Regions from separate parts of the Mus musculus genome. Here region 2 is linked to region 1. A link is a contact called in public Hi-C data. All regions are on one chromosome and are shown on one strand. Each heading gives the region's core, a stretch centred on a gene start, on an enhancer-like site or on the middle of the called end of the contact. The rest is flanking DNA. Distances are from core to core; before and after follow the strand shown.

What was found. Hi-C and Micro-C count contacts between places; a contact is called where the count stands out from the background.
Region 2: a Hi-C map of pancreatic cancer cells shows a contact between it and region 1, with 4 times the contacts expected there. The contact joins two enhancer-like sites. A contact is called at or near these places in 7 of 39 promoter capture datasets (the 3T3-L1 cell line, 3T3-L1-derived adipocytes, cranial neural crest and 3 more), 1 of 15 datasets of contacts at CTCF or cohesin (pro-B cells), 9 of 484 Hi-C or Micro-C datasets (the AML12 cell line, Sertoli cells, brown adipocytes and 6 more) and 1 of 9 other capture datasets (embryonic stem cells).

The regions. Positions count from the first base shown.
Region 1 is chr2:125,205,790-125,211,593 of GRCm38.p6, reverse strand. Slc12a1 (solute carrier family 12, member 1) reads right to left here. Exons shown (of 27, transcript NM_001079690.2): 20 at 5,497-5,579. Gm14002 (a long non-coding RNA gene) reads left to right here. Exons shown (of 4, transcript XR_866695.2): 4 at 1,483-5,518. Among named protein-coding and RNA genes, the nearest start is that of Gm46760, 7.2 kb to the right of the region's middle. Within about 2 kb of position 2,558, at least 22 of the 459 cell types and tissues checked have an H3K27ac peak or open chromatin away from gene starts, as enhancers often do. A contact at or near this core is called in pancreatic cancer cells, where this site is marked.
Region 2 is chr2:124,930,983-124,936,786 of GRCm38.p6, reverse strand. No RefSeq gene overlaps it. Among named protein-coding and RNA genes, the nearest start is that of Slc24a5, 130 kb to the left of the region's middle. Within about 2 kb of position 2,631, at least 5 of the 459 cell types and tissues checked have an H3K27ac peak or open chromatin away from gene starts, as enhancers often do. A contact at or near this core is called in pancreatic cancer cells, where this site is marked.

The DNA.
Region 1 (5,804 bases), core at 1,309-3,808:
GTTTCTATTAACTGCCAGCCTCTTCATCAAACAAACTAAAACATTTGCAGGCACAGGATGCCAAGCCATACCCCCCGTGATGGTTCTGGAGCTTGTCATCTTAGGGCGGGCTCTCATGACCTGGGTTGTATGGGAGGCCTCTCAGAGCTCCAGCTGGAACAGTCTTTTCCAGGAGTTTAGCTGTGAGTTTCCTGGAGATGGCTGTAACGGCAGCATAGAGGACGAGCTTCTCCCTTTTTGACAGGCTCCAGCCCACTCTGTCTCTAGCTACTAACCATGCACCCCAACTAGTGCTCTGCTTGGGCAAAGATGGTTTACATCCTCCTTTGTAAAGGAGTTTGCTGTCTTAGTTACTCCGGAGGTTTGTTCCAGGACAAGCAAACTGCAGAACCCCAGATCCAGGAGGAGACAGGCCAAAGTGTGAAATCAGCTTGCCTAGCCATCTTGGGTCTCAGGGCCACAAAGTGGGGCCATCTCCACTGCACAGTGAGGTTTCCAGTTTTTGTCAGAGATTATTCTTCATTGTTTACTTTGTGGAAGCTGGAAGACCCCCATCCCGGACACCTCCTCCCATCACAGTGTGAAACAGAAGTGGCCTTCGACGGTCTGGCTTTTCAGTTATATCTGATGTACCGCACACCTTTGTTCTCACTGGAAATGAGGAGCAGGAAGGACAGTAGACTTTGCTAAAACATTTCAGAAGGATCCCGGCCAGGCCAGTTGTGTTGCAAAAATAACCATTAGTCACAAAGGAGGAGGTGACTTAATGGAGCCAGGAGGGTGACATTAAAGATTACTCGTTCCACAGCCATAGCCACAACCACCACCATCACTACTGCCTTTTTGGTTTGGTTTGTTTTGAGACAGGGTTTTCTTCTGTAGCCTAGAAGTCTGCACATAGCTGAGGCTGTCTTTAACCTCTGCCTCCTCACCCCAAGTGCTGGGATTGCAGCCTGTGCACCTATGCACAGCTACAACTCCACTTTGAAGATTGAGGAACGACGGTATTTAGGAAGTTTTCATTGCAGATGCTCGTGTGTAGGGAAAGCTGGTTTTAGTTTGCATTTCGTTCTAAAGGAAACTTGGGCATAGCCAGCCCAGGCGATTCGTCCAAGGTCATGTAGCTAGTGACATGTCTTCTGCGTCTAATTCTAACATTAGATTCTGTCACCCCTGTCTTTGAGTCTTTTGTAGCCTCAGCTAGCCTCAAGCTCACTTTGTAGCCTGGGCTGGCTCTCGTTCAACTCCTGGTCTTCTTACTTCTGAGTCTTTAGTGCTGGGGTTACAGGAATGTGCCTCCACACCCTATTGTTTAATCCCCATTACCAGTGGGCCTCAACCTTCCTGATGCTGGGACCCTTTAACCCAGTTCCTCATTTTCTATTGACCCCCAACCATGAAATTATCTTCATTGCTACTACATAACTGTAATTTTGCTCCTGCTATGAATCATAATGTAAACATCTCTGTTTTCTCCCACAGGGTCAAGGCCCACAGGTTGAGAACTGCTACTCTTTACTCCTTTTCAGTGACTCAATCATGATATCTGCCTGCCCTTCGCTGTTATAGATTTTGAGAGAGAATTCCAGGGCTGTAGTGGAGGAAGTAAATGACCTTGAGGTTGTCAGTTGAGAGCAGGTTTTGAATAACTTTCTTCCTGCACACCCCAAAACAACTCTAGTGAGACCAGATACCCAGACTTTGCTGAATAGCCATCACCGTGTTCCCAAGTGCTTCATAAACCAGCCACACAGTAAATGACTGGAGAGACTGCATTTTGAAATTGGATTTAGTGGCCAAAATTGCCTCATGAGTTCTACTGTGCCATTTTTTAAAAAGACGTCATTTAGGGGCTTATAATTCACCATCTGCTTTGAATCTTAAGGACAGCAGAAGGAGGAGCAGAGAAAGCCAGAGGGCAGTCGTATTCTCGCCCATCTCACAACCCCCTTTTCCTTTATTCATTATTAAATTAGAACTCTTTCCTTGGCCAATCACCTTGAAGCCGCACGTGCTTACATGGATCAGTTGCTGATGCCTAGGTGGAGTCAGGCTGGATTGACGGCAGGATGGCAGGGAGCAGTCCTGCAGCCCTGCCTTCCAATCAAGCAATTATTTACTGCTAGGCCATCTGTCTTTATTTTGCAAAGCCACTCGATCAGACACAGCAGTATCACCGTGCTCTGAGCGGGTCATAAATCGCGTGGTACTTACACAGGGTACTCAATTGTGACTCACACTCTATCACTTTGTTTACCACCAGTGCAATCTGGATTCTTTGTTGTAATTGGCAAACTTGCTAAATACCTCTGGGATGTGAAAAATATGAAATGTCACATTTTTTTTTGGTGTGTTGTCAGGCAATAAATTAATTTATTAAGAAGAAACATTAGTCATCAGTACCGGGTGACTTGCCGCAGTGAACGAGTTATAATGTTATGAGCATCGATCTTATTTATACAAAAAGTTATTGTCGTATGAGTCTGTGACACAGTATAGAAACGACTGCCATTAGCTGGTAAATTACCAGGAAAGCTGATTTCTACTCAGTGGTTTATTAACTGTAGTATATGGGCTCTGAATTGCTAATGTTTCCCTTAAATTATAATCTGTGATGACACTGCAGTGCCCATGTTGGGAAAGCTATGATGATAATCATTAACATACTGTAATGCAATACTGAAGATTTATCAGGCTCTTATTAAGCCCTACATTACAGTATAATATAATGAACTGCAAGTTTGTTTTTTCTAATCCAAAATCTACTATGAGGCTTGTGCCATAAATTACTGAAGCTTCATAACAAAGCATGGGGCTGTGGCATCAAGCTAATTTCTGTCATTACGTTTGTTTGTTTTTATCTCACATGTTCTCTGTGTATTTGTGTGACATTGCATTTTTGTTTACCTAGACAGTTGGTACTTATTTTATTAACATCTAACTGTATTTTCCCATCTTAGTTAAGAAGTAGAAAGTATCCAAACATCAAAGCTGATCTAAACACTACTTGTTCTTTGGGAAATTTAAAGGAGCTGTAGTTCAGGATTCTTTGAGAAACACTACATATTCTAGTAGTGGCTTCATGGGAATAAACTCGCAGTACATTCCGGTGCCTGGAGCAGTGAGAGGTAGTAGAGGTGATGTTTTCAGCTCCATCACATATATCAGCTTGAAGAGACTAACATAATACACAAAGCAAATGCACAAACTAAATGCAAGCTGCATGTTTTTCATTCTTGCTTTTAGATAGAAAACATAACGGCAGCAAAGCCAGAAAAAAAAGTCAAAGTAGATAGGACACAGGACTCCGAGGCTACAAGGTGGATCTGACCAGGAAGCCTTTTTCCTGAGGATTAGCTTTTATAGTACCAGAAGGTTCTATGGAAGCTTCCATAGGAGGGAAGCAGTTCATAGCCTTACCCAGCTCTGATGTCCATGAACTACAACAATGACCAGCATGGTAAGATGCAATAGTGGCACTTATAGCTTGGCAGTAACCAACAGCTCTCTAATTGGACTTAAGGCCAGCTCAACATGAGGGAGACCATGCCTAGTTCTGGAGACCTGCCAGCTACCCACGACTCGTGAAGTCATGGATCTTAGAGGAGAACATACCACTGCCACTTTACTAAAGCAGCAACATCCTTAACTGAATTCTAAGGGCTTATACTCAGGGCCTTAAAAGAGTAGTCTTCATTCCTCATCCAAGAAACTTCTCTTTCCAGTAGATGGGGAGAATGACAGAAACCATACCTGACCAAGATGCAGAGAAGAACTGACCGCGTGTTGCCTAGCCCCAACTGGCACATCTACAACACAGCTCATGCATCTAAGGCTCAGGGGACAGCATGGCAGAAGTGGCATAATGATTGTAAGAGCTAGAGAACCAGGAAATCTGCTGTGGGAGAGTGTCTCCTAGACATGACCGGCAAGTTTTTCCTGTGACAACTCAACAATATGGCTGCCTAAGCAAGACCTGAACAAGGATTCCAACACTATTATTCTAGAGAAATCTAGACTATGTATATATACCCTTGCAATTAAAAAAAATTAGTTTCTTATCTTACTATTTTGTGGGGTTTTTGGACATTTTCAAACATATATATCATTGTGTCTTGCTCATATTTGTACCCCCTGACTACCCTCTACTATCTGTCCTGCCCTCTGTTACTGGTTCCCTTTCTACCTCCAAATATACCCACTTATGCTTCAATGTCACATATATGTATGCATATGTATACATATTTAAATCTAGATTTCACATATGAAAGAAAATGAGATTCCTTCCTGCATTCTAGGCCTCTTTGAGTCATGCCCCAAATGAATGAAATAGTATCAACTTTATAACCCATGTTTGACCATTATATCCTCACTGAAATTCTTCTGAGCATTCTTGTTGGTGACCAACTATGATCTGCCTTTTTCAGTATGGTAGAAGAAGCTCAGGGAGCCCCTAAGAGTAAGAGTCAGTCATACTTTCCCCTTTGGTGGTACTAGTCTGCTCTGACTGTGCATGTACCCACCCCTTCCCAGTTCTCATCTCAGCCTTTCCTCACACTCACCTCTGGGCAGGAGATGCTCGTTCCCAAGTCTTACTAGTCTTCTCTCCCTCCACATTGCTTACCTAACTCATACTTATCCGCTAAACTCCAAACCATATTTCTTCCAGGAAGCCTTTTTGGGATTATATATGCCTTCTTTTCTACAATTTCTCATTCATATGTAACAATCACAGTAATATCTATTTCCCCACTACAGTGCCAGTTTCTTAAGTGTATAAACCAGGATTATTAATTATTATTAACATATTATTATTATTATTATCATCAACACTAACATCTTCACCTACACTCTGCATATTACACGACAGGCATCCATCGCAAAATATCCCCTCATCTCAGTGTCATTAGAGGACTCCATTAAGTTCCATTGAAGAGGATATTTGTGTTCTCTCTGTATCTTTCAGAAATACCTCTTATATGCTCTCCTTACCTCATATACCAACAGAATATGTTTACATTCTAAGACTAAACAACTCTACCAAATTATCTATAGAGAAGAAACAGTTGCTAGTCAGAATGAGTCTTTCTGCCTGTGTGGTAGTTAAGTGAGTGATTCACAGGCATGACACATTCAGATTCATTTCATTCATGTCTTGTCACCTAAAGGCAAATACATGCTTTGCCATGGGAAAAACAAAAACAGCTTCATTTTTTGAAACATCTTGCAAAAATTAATTTGGCAGGCTACTTTACTGGAGGTGTTTATTTACCTCCATGCTGTGGTATTGAAGTAAGAAAAATCATTAACTAGCCTGAGTTGGTCTACATCTCTGATAACCAAGGCAAAGGCTGCATGTGTTTTCCATGAGAAGGCACAGAGGGAGCACACACACCATGGGCTAAGGCATAATCATTTTATTTACACTGAGCGCTGTTCTGATCCAACCACCTAAAACAATTCACCATCTGTTGAGTGGATAAGGAAAATATTTACCTTGTACCTGGAGAACCGGAGAGATGTCAAAGCCTTGGCTGATTCTGACTATGACCACGCCAATCTCAAAGTCAAAGGCGTCACTGAAAGAGGAAGCAACATTAGAATGTGTCCAGTGTTCTCTTTAACCCTCACACTTGGGGTGAACATTAAACTCATCTCTAGGATTTTGATATCATGAAACTATTAAAATTCACTTTAGAATACAGCTAAGAGCCAGTGTCTTGTTTTGTTTTGTTTCTTTCTTTGTGCCTTTAAAAAAATAAATTCTGTGTAGAGGTAAATAGACTATTCACCCTAAAGCTGAT
Region 2 (5,804 bases), core at 1,382-3,881, 270 kb after region 1:
GGTAACTAAGACAAGCAGGGATTGTAGGCAGATACATGAAATATTAATGGCACAGCATCCAAGGGTCTTTTATTTGTTCCCATGGCCTCTCTGCCAGTTAGTAGGACCAAAGTCCACACCTCTGAATACTAGAAGTGGTGAGTTCAGGAAACTCTTGTGTAATTTCTACTGTCAGTAGCCATAGCAGGTCAATACTCTCAGCTGATGTCCTTGCAAGACTTGTCATAGCCCTTCAATACTGGGCAAAGCAGAGCAAATTTATTTAAATGAATGTCACTGAAAAGGATCAATGACAGAACAGAAGAACAAAGTCGTCTCTTGCAGGATCCTTCTGATTCTTCGGTTAGAGAAATGAGTGCTACGCATATCAGTCTTGGTGGTGATGAGGTAAGGGTTTTACAGCAACCACCAGCCTTGACAGCAAACCTGGCACTGGCTGGCTTGATTCAGAGGAGGTGTGTGTCATGCACAGTGTGGTATCCTGGGAATCTCCCCAAAGCTTCAGAAACCATGTCTCTTCTCTATATAACACAATAACCTCTCTGTCACTGTCACTGGGTCCCCCAGTTCAGTTTGCCCCACAGCATATTAGAGTTTGTATAGTAAGCCTGGAGAGGAAAGTGGTTACCTGAGCTTACAACTCTCAAGATAACACTCTCTTACTGAGGAAAGTAAGGAGCTCAAGTCAGGAAGCTGGAGGCAGGAACTGAAGCAGATGCCATGGAGGAGTGCTGCTCACTGGCTTGCTCCTCAGGGCTTGCTCAGCCTGCTTTCTTACACGACCCCAGGACCACCTGCTCAGGGTTAGCACCACTTGTAGAAATCTAGACCCTCCCTCCACTTATATCATTAATCAATAAAATGCCTGGCAGACCTATTGACTGGCTAATCTTACAGAGGCATTTTTCTCAGTTGAATTGCTTTTCCCAGATGACTTAATTTGTGTTAAATTGACAAAAGCCCTAGCCGGGACAGTACCAGTCCAGGAGTCTTGCTGCTAAACCTGGACCACACTTGCTTCTAGAAAACAGATATAGCCCCTATCACTTTTTATCCTATTGGGATTTCAAAAAGCCCAGGTCTTTTCCAATTTAAAATTGAGGAAGTGTCGTCTGCTGATAGGTTCTGGGTTATCTGCCCACATCCTTATTGTAAAAGAATCAGTAATGCAGGGGTTTAATACTTTCAGCAGGGATATGCAGAATAAAGCCATCTTCTCTTACAGGTTTTAAAAAAGATTTATTTATTTAATGTATATGAGTACACTTGTAGCTATCTTCAGACACACCAGAAGAGGGCATCAGATCCCATTACAGATGGTTGTGAGCCACCATGTGGTTGCTGGGAATTGAACTCAGGACCTCTGGAAGAGCAGCCAGTGCTCTTAACCACTGAGCCTTGATACCATTTTCTCATACTTGGGTATACGTCTCTGTTACTGGGGGTAAATTAAAGAGGGGTTCTCCACTGAAGCATCATGTGAGGAAAAGTGAGCTATGAAGATATCCAAGCCAATATTCGCAGGATAGATTATTTATTGTTTGTTTGTTTGTGTACGTGTGTGTTCATGTACATGTGTGTGTATGAGTGTGAAGAGGTGCTTGTCTCTGCATACTCATGTCAAGGCCAGAGGATGGCTTTTATGTATATTACTCTATAGCTGGCTTATTTTATTTTATTTTATTTTATTTTATTTTATTTTATTTTTTGGAGACAAGGTCTCTTACTGAACCCAAAGCTTGCTGTTTCTGGTAGAACAAGGACGTGCTTGTCTTCATATTCCAACGCACTTCTAGACCCAGCTTTTATGTGGGTTCTGGACATGTCCTGGTGCTTCCACAGTAATCGCTTAACCTACTGATCCATCTCTCCCAGCCCTGCAAGATATTTTGCAAGAGTTTTAGCAGAGAGCTTACCTAAGGATAGCTATGCAGGATTTACACACCTACAGTAGGAGACTGATTACCTTATCATATCTCAGTGGGGAAGGGAACTGTAGCTCTAATATGTATAATACATTTTTAAAAAAGATTTGTTTATTTATTTAATGTATATGAATATACTGTCACTGTCTTCAGACACACCAGAAGAGGGCATCGGATCCCATTACAGATGGTTGTGAACCACCATGAGAATTAAACTCGGGCCTTCTGGAAGAGCAGTCAGTGAGTTCTCTTAACCTCTCAGTCATCTCTCCAGCCAGAGAGGAAATACCTTTTAAAAATGTATTTCCTAAGTAGTTTCACCTTTTTATTCTTGTTGAGAATAAGCCGAGGCAGACCAATGGCTTCATGGACAGGTGTACAAATAGAAAGATGGAAAGGGGTTATACCAAATGGTAAGCTTCAGCCCAGGGCTCTGAGCTCAGCTCCATGACCATGGTTACTTGATGCTCATGGAGAGTTAGGTAGGGCATTTCCCCCATGGACCTTAAATGTACCATCTATATTACAAGGTTAGCAGTACCTACTGTGTGGCGTCACACTGAGTGTTAAAAAGCTAATGTATAAAGAACTTAGCAGAAGGGCTGGTCCAAAATGGGTTGCTAATAACTGCTAGCATTAATAATGCTGTGCAGGGTCACTAAGGCTGGGCTATTTGGTTACCATGGAAGGGAGGGAGGGAGAGGGAATCTGAGAGTGAGCGAAAAGTTGGAACAGACAGGAATTGGTGAGAGACAGGATGATGGATGGATGCCTGAGAAGATGACTCATCAAAGAACTATCTATGATTTATTGATGAATCATCTTCTGGTTGATTCTTAGCATTAAATTATTTTGATTTTGGCTGACACATTTCAGATAAAATAAAAGAGCAGTTGAGAATCTGTCCTGATACAATGGGACTGCTGAGACCTAGAGGACTAGTTTAGCTGGCTATATCAGAAAGAAACTGGAAAAGGGGCAGTTCTCCTCCATGCTCTTTATAACGAAAATATGACTAAAAACAGAGAGAAAAAATTCTATATTTGGCTTTACTGGTCAGTGCCCCTGTCCAGAACCAGTCTCACTACTTAAATTCACATTTTAAAGGCAATAGGGTATGTAAATTGCAAACAAACCACAAATTCACCTTAGGGATTGAGCATCTAACAGGTAAAGGAGTCTATACCAAGCCAATGGTCAGAACCAGCCTAATGCTCAAATCTCATCTCCAAGACCCTGAACCAGTGCCCTGTGGTGTCACTCCAGACCAGGGGTCTTGAACATTTTTGCCTGTCATTACTAGAGGTGGTAGTTATGCAAACCCCACACACTTGTCATGGTAGCTCATTTCTCATGGGCTCAGATCCTCTAGCCTAGGGTAACAAAGGGATAAAAGGTGGAATTTGCAGGTAGCCTAAAGAGGCCTCAAATTACTTAATACCTGAGTACCTAGAGCCTACTGAGGAACTAGAAGGTTCAGCATGAGCTCGTGGGCTTAGAAGAAATACAGAGTCTTAGTCTGCTATGTGAGACCTACTCAACCTACCTGTATTTTAACACAGCCCTCAGAGAATTGGAGGATATCATTTACAATCTGAGAATCACAGTGATTCTCAACCTTCCGAATGCTACAACTGTTTAATACAGTTCCTCGCGTTGTGGTGACCCGCTGCCATAAAATTATTTTCATTGCTACTTCATGACTGTAATGTTGCTACTGTTATAAATGATAATACAAATATCTAATATTTCTGATGGTCTTAGATGACCCTTGTGAAAGGATCATTTGACCCCCACAAAGGGGTCACGACTCACAAGTTGAGAGCCAACCACTTGTCTAAAGGAAGGCAAAAAGGAAAGACAAGTTTTATGGGAGATAGAAAGGTACTGAAAAAGAAAATAGTGGATAGTTGACTTGAAAAGGGACATTGGCCTTGCACATAAGGACCTTCACAAAGTTGCCTGGGACCTGCAGGCAGTATCATGGCCGCAGCTCCAGGTGCAAAGGCCGCCTGCTGAAGCCCGGCTTATTGAGCTCAGCAGGAGTTGTGAATTTGCTTTCCTTCTCTAAATTAGAGACAGATTGCAGGCTGCAGGCTATGCCATGGAGACGGTGGCAACCACCTGGTCTGTCCCCAAAGTCACCCCGAATCTTGCTAGATTCTGCCAACCCCAGGCCACTCAGCCTGGGATTTCAGACTTTCCTGTAGCAACTTTCCCAGCATTGCCCTTCCTCCAGCACTGACCCCGGGGTGGGGGGTGTGGCCAGAGTGTAAAAGCCCCAGGTTCTCCCCAGCCCCTCAGAGTCAATATGCTGTGGTAAACCCGGGAAATCTGTGTCAATTCACACAAGGAACTTCCAAGACCAGCCCAAGTCCCAACTTGAGATGCAAGTGAAGTAATTGTACTTTGGCCTGACTTTGCAGGGCTGCTAATGTAGATTTTCTTCTGCGATGGCTGTTACATTTCTGACTATTGGCAAGAAGGAAAAAAAATAGCTGAATTCTCTCCGTTTGAATGAATACCTTTGCAAGTAAGGTATCTTTCCTAACACATATTACACATGTTCCCTTTCTGTCTCTCTGTCTGTCTCTGTCTCTGCCTCTGTCTCTGCCTCTCTCTCTCTCCCTCTCTCTCTCTCTCCCTCTCTTTTTTTCTCTCTCTCTCCCTCTCTCTCTCTCTCTCTCTCTCTCTCTCTCCCTCTCTCTCTCATGGTTTTGTGAGGTGTGCCAATAAGGTATTCAATCCCTGTTCTCCATCTAAATGAATAAAAGTCTATCTCGAAACGATTCGGTAACTTTCACATTACCTGGGAGTCAGGGTGATTTGGGTTTTGCCTTGTTAAATTAGGTTGGATGCATGGTTCTATGAGGTTACCCAAGAAGAGGAGACATTTCCCTGCAAATGAGGCCATTTTCTCTTAGCATGGCAAAGCTATGTAGTATTTTGGTGGAGCCTGTTGGACAAACTGCATATGCCTCAACTATTTTCAGCCTTATTTGTGAATTTCCTTTCCTTTAAAAAAAAAAAAAACAAGCAAGCAAGCAAACAAACAAACCTATAGCTCAATGGTGCTGATCTGCCTCCAGTCATCTCCAAAGAAGGGCTTAAGCTGCCGGTGTTTGCTTTCTGGTTCCCCTTTCTAGAAATTTGAGAGGCTCAGCTGGGAGCTGTGCTTTAAGGGTCAGGAGCTGGTCTTTGAGGGTATGAGTGATTCCCTGCTCTGCATCCTACAGCCACATATAGCTCTGGATCTCCATAGCCACGGGGGTACTCTGATGGCTGTGCAAGTGTGTATTTGACCTGTGATGGAATGCAGATGGACGCAGCCAAGAGGAGAGCTGGTGGAAAGGCTGTCCCCAGCCATGCAGCTCCTGGGCCTAGGCATGCTGAGTAGCTGTGGAGTGTCGGAGCAAATGTGTTTAACCAGGACTGTGGGTTCTGTCATCAACCTCCACCGTCCCTGCCTGTAGAAGTCTGAGCTTTAGTCCGTTGTGGCCCATTGATGGAAATATTCAAAACTGCCCTGCCTATTCCACAGAGGCGGTCTAAGTCATAGGTGTAGTCTGTCAGTGAAAGTAACCCGTCACCTGGGAATGGGGAATGGATAAATGACTCTTCCAGCTGTGTGGTCCTCAGCCCCCTGGGGGAAGGACCCTAACTCCCCAGTGTTGGCGAACAAAAACTCCTTTCAGAGTGGCCTCACAAGCTTTTTGAAACAAAGCTGGGTTTTTTAGTAAAGCCTTTGTTTGTCTGGACTCAGCCATTGAGAGGAACCACAAAAGAGGATCTCTCACCCCTCAGCACCCACGAGACTCTGTTGCCAGTGTCCCCTTCCACCCCAGCACGATGCCCAGCCCCATGAAGACAGTCTCTGTT